Regions from separate parts of the Zea mays genome. Here region 2 is linked to region 1. Evidence: chromatin contacts called from public Hi-C data. All regions are on one chromosome and are shown on one strand. The core of a region is the stretch at or near the end of the contact, and the rest is flanking DNA. Distances in the headings are between cores, read along the strand shown.

The links. A called contact is a pair of places that touch in the nucleus more often than the background predicts.
Region 2: a contact with region 1 is called in a Hi-C map of ear, with 4 times the contacts expected there. The contact joins the promoter of LOC100275784 here to the promoter of LOC100281869 in region 1. A contact is called at or near these places in 2 of 25 Hi-C or Micro-C datasets (ear and leaf).

What each region holds. Positions count from the first base shown.
Region 1 is chr5:91,743,803-91,749,759 of Zm-B73-REFERENCE-NAM-5.0, forward strand. LOC100281869 (GDU1) reads right to left here and starts at 1,329. Exons shown (of 1, transcript NM_001154789.2): 1 at 241-1,329. The coding sequence starts at 1,103. The coding sequence ends at 489.
Region 2 is chr5:92,222,295-92,228,286 of Zm-B73-REFERENCE-NAM-5.0, forward strand. It overlaps LOC100275784, which reads left to right and starts at 2,056. Exons shown (of 2, transcript NM_001374083.1): 1 at 2,056-2,787; 2 at 2,980-3,449. The coding sequence starts at 2,134. The coding sequence ends at 2,772.

The DNA.
Region 1 (5,957 bases), core at 79-2,578:
GGGGGATTTATTAGTTGAGTTCAGTACAGAGCTATGATATCAGCTTTTGATACTCTCTTCGTTTTTTTATTTGTCGCTGGATAGTGTAAAATTGCACTATCCAGCGACAAATAAAAAGAAACGGAGGGAGTATATATTTTCCCATAATAAAGTGGTAAGGTAGCTCTCATATCAGCCTTTTGATTTTGGCTCGTAGGAGGCAGTCGCTTGAAGGAAGCAGACAAGGGTCACAGGGATCTGTTGCATGCGACAGAAAATGTTTTGCCGGCTCTCGTAGAAAAATAAGGCCCAACATTTTCTACGAGTAAAAAGAAAACATGTACGCACGCGGCAGTACACGAGCTGCAGCCTGCCTTCTCTTCTTTCCCTCCCAAAATCAGGTCGGCGTCCGTTGCAGGAGCTGGTGGCTGGACCGACGACCCATTACTTGCGGGCTGCGGCGAACCGAACGCAGGCACACACACTCACACGCCAAAAAAAAGGAGCTCTCATCTCTCACTGATTACAGTTACCGAGCTACCACTTGCACCACTCTGCTCGGTCCGCCCCGGCTCGCCCTCGCTGTCGGCCGCGCGAGCCGGCCAAGACCGCGCCCCGCACTCCACGCACCTCGCCTCGTCGCCGTCCTCGGAGTCGCCAGGGCCGGAGTCCACGCTGACGCCGACGCCACGGGCGCCGTTCGGGCCCCGGCGCGACGACGCTGGCGTGGCGAGGAACGTCGGCCTCTCGTGGCCGGCCATGATGACCACCGCGTGCTCCCGCCAACGCTCCCCGGTGCCCTTGCCGGTCGGTGCGGCCTTTCCGTGGCCGGGCCGGGCCTCCGCGCCCGCGCCGGCGCCGGCCTGGCGTTCCGGGTCGTCGTCGTCGTACGCCTCCTGGCCGCCGCCGGACAGCTTCCAGTAGGAGCAGGCCAGGGCGAGCAGCGACAGCGCGATGAGCCCCAGCATGGCCGCCAGCGCGCCGAAGAGGTACGGCACCGGCGACTGCCCCGCCGCCGGCATCGTGCTCGACGACCTCGGCGACGGCGCCGCGGGGCCGTGGCTCATGCCCGCCGTGCCCGCCACGCCCACGCCCATCGGGTCCTCCGCGCCTGCTGGCCACATGTGGTTTCGGTGGTCTTTCAGCGCATGCCACTGCCAGCGACGACGCCAGGCTCGGTAGCAGTGTGCCTGCCCCGCCTGCGTTTCTCTCGTCTGGAACTGGAATTGGGACAGAACACAACAGAACAGAACAGAGACGAGGGAGACGGAACAGTGCTCGTCAGGTTGGTGGTGAATGGAAATAAATGGCACCAGCCACCAGTATGGATGATATACGAACTGAGGCAGTGCTTGACTGCTCGTACTTTGCTCAGCCGCTATTTATAGACTATAGACTACCATGAGAGTTCCACTTTAACGTACTAGCAATAATAGCATGCCAAGTTGATCGCAAATCAAGCAAAAAGGAGGGGGGAAATGATTATTTACCAGAGTTCGGCACGGTACAATTGCAAAGCAGCAGACAAATTTAATTCCTTTTTTCTTTCTTTCTCAAAAGTATCATGGTCTGTCCCCGGCAAAGATATTCGAAGCATGAGCGAGAGAGAGAGAAGGCAACGACTGTATAGCATATATATCAGAGGGGATTTTTACTCGTTTTACTGCAAAAATCTCGCAGATTAGAGACACGTTCTTACCCAGGAGCAGGAGCAAGAGCAACGAACCGTCCGAATTATTTGTATTTTGCCTATTTCTCAGAAAAAAATTCACGTTTGGACCTTAAAAAATGTTAATGTCATTTTTGGACCCTTTGCTCGGCGCCATAGACTATGGCGCCGAGGTAACACATCTCGGCGCCAGAGCCTATGGCGCCGAGATACGTGCTACGCGGGCACAATTCGGACAACGTGGCTTCGACGTGGCACTGAGCTCGGCGCCACGATCTATGGCGCCGAGCTCGGATGTGTAATCACAAAGCTTGTCTAGCTCAGTTGGTAGAACGCAAGGCTCTTAACCTTAAGGTTGTGGGTTCGAGCCCCATCGTGGACGTTTAATACTTTTTGTCTTTGTCGCTGATTTGTTTTTTTTTGTCGAGATTTTTTCCTTTAGTCATTAGAAGCTCAGTGCTCCTAATATACTATATATCCTTTTTGGACGACGAGATAAATGTTGACCAGCCGCGTCGGAACGTTGAGCAACCTCGTGCATGCTGTGCCTATGCATGTGGGGCTGTGCGACGACCTCACACAGAATGAACACTAATGCTAGCTATATGTCTACTCTACATTGCAGTAACCTGCTGCATGGTACGTGATAGTCGCCTAGAGGGGGGTGAATAGGACGAAACTGAAATTTACAAATATAAACACAACTACAAGCCGGGTTAGCGTTAGAAATATAAACGAGTCCGCGAGAGAGGGCGCAAAACAAATCGCAAGCAAATGAAGAGTGTGACACGCGGATTTGTTTTACCGAGGTTCGGTTCTTGCAAACCTACTCCCCGTTGAGGAGGCCACAAAGGCCGGGTCTCTTTCAACCCTTCCCTCTCTCAAACGATCCCACGGATCGAGTGAGCTTTCTCTTCTCAATCACTTGGAACACAAAGTTCCCACAAGGACCACCACAAGTTTGGTGTCTCTTGTCTCAATTACAAGTGAGTTTGATCGCAATGAAAGAATCAAGAAAGAAGAAAGCAATCCAAGCGCAAGAGCTCGAAAGAACACAAGCAAATCACTCTCTCTAGTCACTATTGTGTTGTGTGGAATTTGGAGAGGATTTGATCTCTTTGGTGTGTCTAGAATTGAATGCTAGAGCTCTTGTAGTAGTTGGGAAGTGGAAAACTTGGATGCAATGAATGGTGGGGTGGTTGGGGTATTTATAGCCCCAACCACCAAAAGTGGTCGTTGGGAGGCTGTCTGCTCGATGGCGCACCGGACAGTCCGGTGCACACCGGACATGTCCGGTGCCCCCGCCACGTCATCACTGCCGTTGGATTCTGACCGTTGGAGCTTCTGACTTGTGGGCCCGCCTGGCTGTCCGGTGCACACCGGACATCTCCTGTTCACTGTCCGGTGTGCCAGTATGGGCGCGCCTGCCTTCTGCGCGCGCAGAGCGCGCATTAAATGCGTCGCAGGTAGCCGTTGGCGCCGAATAGCCGTTGCTCCGGAGTTGCACCGGACAGTCCGGTGAATTATAGCGGACTAGCCGTTGGAGATTCCCGAAGCTGGCGAGTTCCTGAGGCTGCTTCTCCTTGGTGCACCGGACACTGTCCGGTGTACACCGGACAGTCCGGTGAATTATAGCGCGAGTGCCTCTGGAAATTCCCGAAGGTGGCGAGTTTGCGTTGGAGTCCTCTGGTGCACCGGACATGTCCGGTGGTGCACCGAACACTGTCTGGTGGCACACCGGACAGTCCGGTGCGCCAGACCAGAGGTGCCTTCGGTTGGCCCTTTGCTCCTTTGTTGAATCCAAAACTTGATCTTTTTATTGGCTGAGTGTGAACCTTTTACACCTGTATAATCTATACACTTGGGCAAACTTAGTTAGTCCAATTATTTGCGTTGGGCAATTCAATCACCAAAATTAATTAGGGACTAGGTGTAAGCCTAATTACCTTTCAATCTCCCCCTTTTTGGTGATTGATGCCAACACAAACCAAAGCAAATATAGAAGTGCAAAAATGAACTAGTTTGCATAATATAAGTGTAAAGGTTGCTTGGAATTGAGCCAATAGAAATACTTACAAGATATGCATGGATTGTTTCTATTTTATTTAACATTTTGGACCACGCTTGCACCACATGTTTTGTTTTTGCAAATTCTTTGATAAGTCATTTTCAAAATTCTTTTGCAAATAGTCAAAGGTAAATGAGTAAGATTTGCAAAGCATTTTCAAGATTTGAAATTTTCTCCCCCTGTTTCAAATGCTTTTCCTTTGACTAAACAAAACTCCCCCTAAATGAGATTCTCCTCTTAATGTTCAAGAGGGTTTTTGATATATCTTTTTGAAATGCTACTTTCTCCCCCTTTTGAACACAATAGGATACCACTTGATAAAATTCTTTGAAAACACGAAGTTTTTTGAAATAGGTGGTGGTGCGGTCCTTTTGCTTTGGGCTCTTACTTTCTCCCCCTTTGGCATGAATCGCCAAAAACGGAATCATTAGAGCCCTCGAAGTGCTATCTTCCCCTTTGGTCATAAATAAATGAGTTAAGATTATACCAAAGACGAAGTCCGGTCCTTTCGCTTTGGGCTCTTACTCTCTCCCCAAAGACGAAGTCCTTTTCTTGATGCTCATGCTTTTTCTTCTCCAAGAATGGAGAGTGACTTAGAGCGTCGGCGAGGGATGAGTTACGGAGTGGAAGCCTTTGTCTTCGCCGAAGACTCCAATTCCCTTTCAATATACCTATGACTTGGTTTGAAATAGACTTGAAAGCACATTAGTCATAGCATATAAAAGAGACATGATCAAAGGTATATAGTAGAGCAATGTGTGCAATTTAACAAAAGAAGTTCCTAGAATCAAGAATATTGAGCTCATGCCTAAGTTTGTTAAAAGATTGTTCATCAAGAGGCTTGGTAAAGATATCGGCTAATTGGTCTTTGGTATTAATGTAAGAAATTTCGATATCTCCCTTTTGTTGGTGATCCCTCAAAAAGTGATACCGAATGGCTATGTGCTTAGTGCGGCTATGCTCGACGGGATTGTCGGCCATCTTGATTGCACTCTCATTATCACATAGCAAAGGGACTTTGGTTAATTTGTAACCGTAGTCCCGCAGGGTTTGCCTCATCCAAAGCAATTGCGCGCAACAATGGCCTGCGGCAATGTACTCGGCTTCGGCGGTGGAAAGAGCGACCGAATTTTGCTTCTTTGAAGCCCAAGACACCAAGGATCTTCCCAAGAACTGGCAAGTCCCCGATGTGCTCTTCCTATTGATTTTACACCCCGCCCAATCGGCATCCGAATAACCAATCAAATCAAATGTGGATCCCCGAGGATACCAAAGCCCAAACTTAGGAGTATAAGCTAAATATCTCAAGATTCGTTTTACGGCCGTAAGGTGAGCTTCCTTAGGGTCGGCTTGGAATCTTGCACACATGCATACGGAAAGCTTAATATCCGGTCGAGATGCACATAAATAGAGTAAAGAACCTATCATCGACCGGTATACCTTTTGATCCACGGACTTACCTCCCGTGTCGAGGTCGAGATGCCCATTGGTTCCCATGGGTGTCTTGATGGGCTTGGCATCCTTCATTCCAAACTTGCTTAGAATATCTTGAGTGTACTTGGTTTGGCTTAGGAAGGTGCCTTCTTGGAGTTGCTTCACTTGGAATCCTAAGAAATACTTCAATTCCCCCATCATAGACATCTCGAACTTCTGTGTCATGATCCTACTAAACTCTTCACATGTAGATTCGTTAGTAGACCCAAATATAATATCATCAACATAAATTTGGCATACAAACAAATCATTTTCAAGTGTTTTGGTAAAGAGTGTAGGATCGGCCTTTCCGACTTTAAAGCCATTAGCAATAAGGAAATCTCTAAGGCATTCATACCATGCTCTTGGGGCTTGCTTGAGCCCATAAAGCGCCTTAGAGAGCTTATAGACATGGTTAGGGTACTCACTGTCTTCAAAGCCGGGAGGTTGCTCAACATAGACCTCTTCCTTGATTGGTCCATTGAGGAAGGCACTTTTCACGTCCATTTGATAAAGCTTAAAGCCATGGTAAGTAGCATAGGCTAATAATATGCGAATTGACTCAAGCCTAGCTACGGGTGCATAGGTTTCACCGAAATCCAAACCTTCGACTTGGGAGTATCCCTTGGCCACAAGTCATGCTTTGTTCCTTGTCACCACACCATGCTCATCTTGCTTGTTGCGGAAGACCCATTTGGTTCCTACAACATTTTGATTAGGACGTGGAACTAAATGCCATACCTCATTCCTAGTGAAGTTGTTGAGCTC
Region 2 (5,992 bases), core at 806-3,305, 480 kb after region 1:
CATGTTAATTTCCAGCCTTGTCATCCATGCATGCATGCAACTCGGCAAGCTAGACGTTGCTGTTGCTGTTGCTGGCAAATAACACACAGAGATCGCTAGCTGGAAATATATGCATGCGTGATTAGTGCTGAGAATTGGGCTGGTCCGGCGAGCCCATCTTGCTTCGTGCCAAATGGATTTGGACCAAGAAAGTCAAAAAAAACTTTTGGATCATGTTGTGCACTCGTGCTAGTCTGGAGTATAAAAACAGTGGTCCAGTCCGGTCCTACTCCTAAACTACGTCGTGCTTTCGTTGGACCCTGCCAACTAAGTCTAACCCATATATTTGACCATATAATAAAATTAAAATATTACAACCACATAAAATCTATAAATTACTAGATTAAAGATATTAAACAAGCATAGCATCATTTGACTACATAAAGTCTAAATATCATAACAATATAAAGTTATAGCTTACTTAATTAAAGAAATTAAACAACATGAGTTTTATTGGGTCGTGTCCGCCCAAGACCGGCCTATATGTGCGGCCCGTGCCGAGGGCTCGACGGAACGGAATTTGAGGCTTAGCCTAGGTCTATCTTCGGGTCGTGTTAGTCCGACATATATTATTTCATACTAGACCGTGCTTTATGTTTATGTGTTTTGGGGTGTGATCGTGCTGGTCTAGAAAGTCCTGCCCATATTCGTAGCAATATGGGTGATGCATGGAAATGGGAGCAGCTAGGGACGGCAGCATAGCACATAACATGCATGCCAACGAATCTACGTCGTCGTTCTCGCTAACTCGATCGCAAGGTCGTAGCGACGACGCTGCAGCATGTGCCGCCATGTGCGCCTTGCCTCCTCTTCTTCTCAGTCATGCTCATGGGGAGCCCGGCCGGGGCGGACCTCGCGCTCCCAGGCCTCTCCGTCGATCTCTTTTCCGATGCATGCATGCTGAATCGATCCCCTCACAAAAAATATGCATGGAGGATGGAAATCCCATTTTTTTCAAAGGATTTTTTATTTTCCCACGTAAAATTAGTTTATTTTTTCTTGAAAAAATAAGAATCCTTTGAAAAAAATAAAGTTACTAAACTAGCCCTAAACTTTGTAGTACGTGTGTACTGTATACGGACTCTACGTCTTTACACACATATATAGCATTCCTGCTGTTAAGCACAGTTGCATACCCCATGGCCCATATGACACATTTGACACGCAGAATTGTTTTTGTGCGATTCAACTTCAAAATACGCCATTTCTCAAATCTTAACTCTGGTTCAAGAATGCATGTTATTGAGAAAAAAAATATGACGAGAACAGAACGAGATCCATGCATGAAGCCCACACATTTTGTTGAAAATTTAAAAAAAATGCAAATTCGCTGCAATAAAGATCCTATCGCGACTTGTTTAGTATCTCTAGCTGCAGCGTCTGGTTTGCAAATCTACTCAATTGCAACCTAGCTAGTGTGTATGGTATTATTCACAGCTACAGTGCTTAAGGATTATTTGCCTTGCATTACTATTGTACTACGTCTGTACTTGTGATTGTACTTTGAGATGATCATGTGACATGTGAGGTACATATGCACACACATATATATACGGAGCATGCGTTAGAAAATTAATTCCATGGAATAACACAACGCAACAAGTACGTAGTACTATATACCTCGCGTGCTTTGGAGAGAGCCCTCGGCCACATGCTTGTTAATTCTGAGCTGGCAATTGTTACACACTGTGTTCTATACACAGCTAGCTAGCTACGTACCACACACTGTTAACTTCAACCTTGAAAACAAGACCTTTTTCAGCGCATGCAAATGTACAACAATAGACCATGTGCCATGACACGAAAAAAGCGACAAGAGATGCATGCATGCTAGCTTAGCTATATATCGATCCAGGACCACCAAATGTAACGATGGGAATGCATATGCATGCTAGCTCAGCACCACGTACATGCAGCATGCGACTCCCATTCCTCATGCATGGAGATCAGTTGTGTGTGTGTGTTATGTGTATATAGTCTGCTATAAATCTCAAGCACACCACACACGTATTCTCCGGTCCATCGCCTTCCTCCTACACGGCCTCGCTCGATCTTACTTGCTTTTCCAGCTCGATCACAGTAACCAACGACGCAATGCGAGGCCCCAACACCAAGGCCTTCCAGCAAGGCTTCGTCCTCAAGAACATGATCTCGAGTCTCCAAGCCTGCTGCAATATCTCATCCTCTGGCTCCGCGGGCGGCGCCACCGCCACGATGAGTCTCCAGCAGAGGAAGCGCGCCATCAAGGCGTCGGTCGACATCGCCATGGCGGCTTCTGCCCGCGGCGGTGGGGCGCGGTGGCCACAGGCCGTCTTGGCTCCAAGTTCGTCGTCGTCGTCGTCGCCGTCTGCTAGAACGCCGTCGCCGTCGTCGCCGGGGAAGAAGAAGAAGAACACGCGCGGCGTGTGCAAGAAGAAGGTCGTGAGGCGGTCGTGTCTCCACCACACGAGGACGCGGAGACGGAGGGATGGCAGCATTGCTGGTACCACGTCCTCGTCGCTTGCAAGGACGACGGCAGCGGCGGGAACGACGCTCGGTAGCTGCAGGGAGATCGCGCGGAGGCTGGTGAGGAAGAGGACCATGGTGCTCAGGAAGATGATTCCCGGAGGCGAGCTGCTCCATGATGAGATCTCGCTGCTTCATGAGGCTGTGGACTACGTTACTCACCTACACGCGCAAGTTGACGCTCTCAGGCGCATCTCGAACGCGGTGCAACGAGCGAGGTTGAGCTAGATCTTGTGTTACCAGGTTAGTTTTCTGGGTTTTTGCTTTGTTGTTTGTTGTTGCTGCAATGAACCTGATACTCGGGTGATGTATAATAGCCTTTAATTGTATTGTTAACGAATCATACTTTCAAGTTTCAACATCCATCTATATATATAAATGTACCTAACATGAAACTTTTTTTATGGGTTCTATCTGTTTTGTTTTGCCCCTCAGCATGCAGATGTTAGTACGTGCCCGGATAGAGGAATTGGAAGGGCAGTTCAATTTGCAGGAAAAGAACAATGGCTGATATATAGATTGTACTCGCTAGCAGTTTTCCCTCGGCATATGATGGAAGCTGATGCAACTCATGTGACCAGACCAGCATGTGGAAATGATGAAGAGTAGACAAAATATGTTGTAGTCTGCAGATAGGGTTAGAGGATTGTGATTGTGATTGTAACTTGTAATAAGGCAGAAACCAAAGAGACATACGCATATTCTTGTGTATGCTGATGGACAGGTAAAGCTTTTGCTGCAGTATTTCTCTAGATATTGCTAGCATTTAACTTGTTGTCAACTCAGGCAGAGGAGATACATATGCATATACTGCATAGGGGGTTCTAGCTAGTCTTGAATCATTGCAAGAATACATGTCTAAATGGATGGGCTGTGCTAGACCAGACATGGCTAGGCCCTACAAGAATTGGGCCATGTTGGAAAGGTCTAGATTGACCATTGGGACATGTTGTGTCGGTCCACAACTCATGGGTGAGACCCAATAATGGTCTACCAGGTTTGTGATCGTGACAGGCCCATGTCAGACTGACCTAGATTGGCCAACGGGTCATGCCGTGCTAGCCCACAGCCCATGAGCGAGGCTCAGGCATAGCCTATCAATCCACTAATCGTGTCAGGTCGGAATATAGCCCGACAAATCTCTATGGTAGTCTATGACGTTTAAATAACATAAATAAGCAAAAAGTATTTATAAGTAGGGGGTTTACACCATGGTTGCTGGCTTCAAAGCCACATTTACACCCACTTAGCTAACAAAACACACATATTTTTTGTTTTATAGTCTATACTCAAACATAATGTAGATATGTTTAACTAAAATGAAAAAAAATAAAACCAGGTCAAGCTCGATGTACCGCACTTAAGGTCCAAGCACGACACATTGATGGATTGGGCCGACACGAGCCAAGCAGCTAACGGAATGGGCCATGCTTGTGATGGGCTAAAACCATGTCGTGCCATGAGACGTTCGGCAGGCCGTACCCATTTATACATCTATACTTGCAAATGTACTTCAAATTTGATGGAAAAGGGTAAACAACTAGTCTACTACTTCCCTTGTCTTGTCTTTTAACCTTTATAAAATACTTTATTCAAACTTATACCCGTGTTTTCACCTAAAATTAAATAATAAAGAGTAAAACTGTATCAACGATCCACGAATTTGGCATGATGCGCTACTTGGGTCCCCGAACTTAGAAAACCAGCAAAACGGGTCCTCTAATTTAGTCGGTCCATACAAAATCGTTCAAATCAAGGTTTGCTCAAACCGAATGTCGATGTGGTGTGCCACGTTGGAGTCACTTGGGTCCTAAAACTTTGCATCTTTAGCCTTGCCCAAGCCCGGCATGGCCAAGTCCTCCCTTCCCTCCGACACGCCCAGGCCTAGCCCCCCTCCCCCCGTAGTCAAGCCAGGAATCCCCCTGTGTGCGTGCGTTGAGAGGTTGAATAAGGGTGTGGCCACACCAAGATCCCACCTCTTCGATCTTCTTTAGCTATGTCCACTGAGATCCCTATGTACATATGCATGGACCCGATCCACTATCAAAATGGCTCCATGTTGTAGTAGACTGACAGGAGTTCGGTGCACACCAGACCACTATTGTTCACGGTGCACTACACTACTATATAGAGCAGATTTCCCCACTTGACTCCAACGGCTATGTGGGGTGGTTGGGGCTATAAATACCCCCAACTAGCATTCAAGACACATAATAGCTACACCAAACATCCATACATTGATTGCAACATCTCCATCTCATTCAATTCCTCCCAAGTGCCACATTTAATGAAATTAAGCTAGAGAAGTTTAGTGTCTTGTGAAGTATTAGTTTTCAAGTTGTTGCAACCAATTCTTGTGTTCTTGAGTTTCTTTCTCTCTCACTCTCATTCACATTCTTGTAAAGAGCTAGCAAGAGACTCCAAATTTGTGTCGAGATCCATGCGGAGACTTCGTGTCTTTTGATTTGAGAAGGAACACTCAACTGAAAAGTGACCGTTTCAGAGAGGCAAAGGGTTGAAATAGATTCATCCTAAGTAGACTCCTCAATGAGGACATAGATTCTTCAGAGCCAAACCTCGAGAAAACAAATCGCTCATGTCTTTGTGTGGAGTTTGATTTGTGATTTGTTTCTTCCTCCACCTCTCTTCTATTTCTATTGCTTGTGCTTGATTCTAAATCAATTGTGTTGTTCTCAAGTGAATTCCACAATCATATTGAGCAACACTTGCAAGAAGAACTACTCTCCCTTACTCGGATCGATTTACTTCTTGTTCTAACGCATAACTAGACTTTGAGTTCGTGTTTTAAGTTATGATTTTTTAGGTTTCACCTATTCACCTCCCCTCTATATAAATTTCAATTGGTATCGAAGCCCAAAACTTCATCTAAGAGTCTAACAACTCAAAGTGATGTTGGGAGAAGTCGCCAAAAACAACAAGGTATCCTCGGGAGAGAAGCACGAAGAGAAAATAGCTTTGAGAGGAAAGCCCATAGGAAAGTTTCTGTCAAGAAAAGAAAAAGGTGCCCTCAGGGGAGAAGAGAAAAAGGGAAGAAAGAAAAATCCTAAGGCTCCTTCATGTCGCACAAGGACGACAAGAAGAAGAAAAGTATGAGGAAGGGTTTCTGCTACGAGACCAACACGTATTCCTAAACATCTGGTGTTGAGTCTACATCCTCAAAGCGCCAAGAGCTCTAGCCAGTTAATCAAATTCTGTTTTGTTATTCTCGTATTCCTAAACACACTCCTTTACTTTTGGTTCCATTAGGAAAACTACCACAATTTGATGGTGAGGATTATTCATGGCAGTGTCAAAATGAAGAGTCATTTATACTCACTCCACCCAAGTATTTGGGATGTTGTTGATTTAGGAATGAAGATACCAAAGACTGATGATGAGGACTATGACTCAGATGAGGCCACCCAAATCATCCACTGCAACTCGCAAG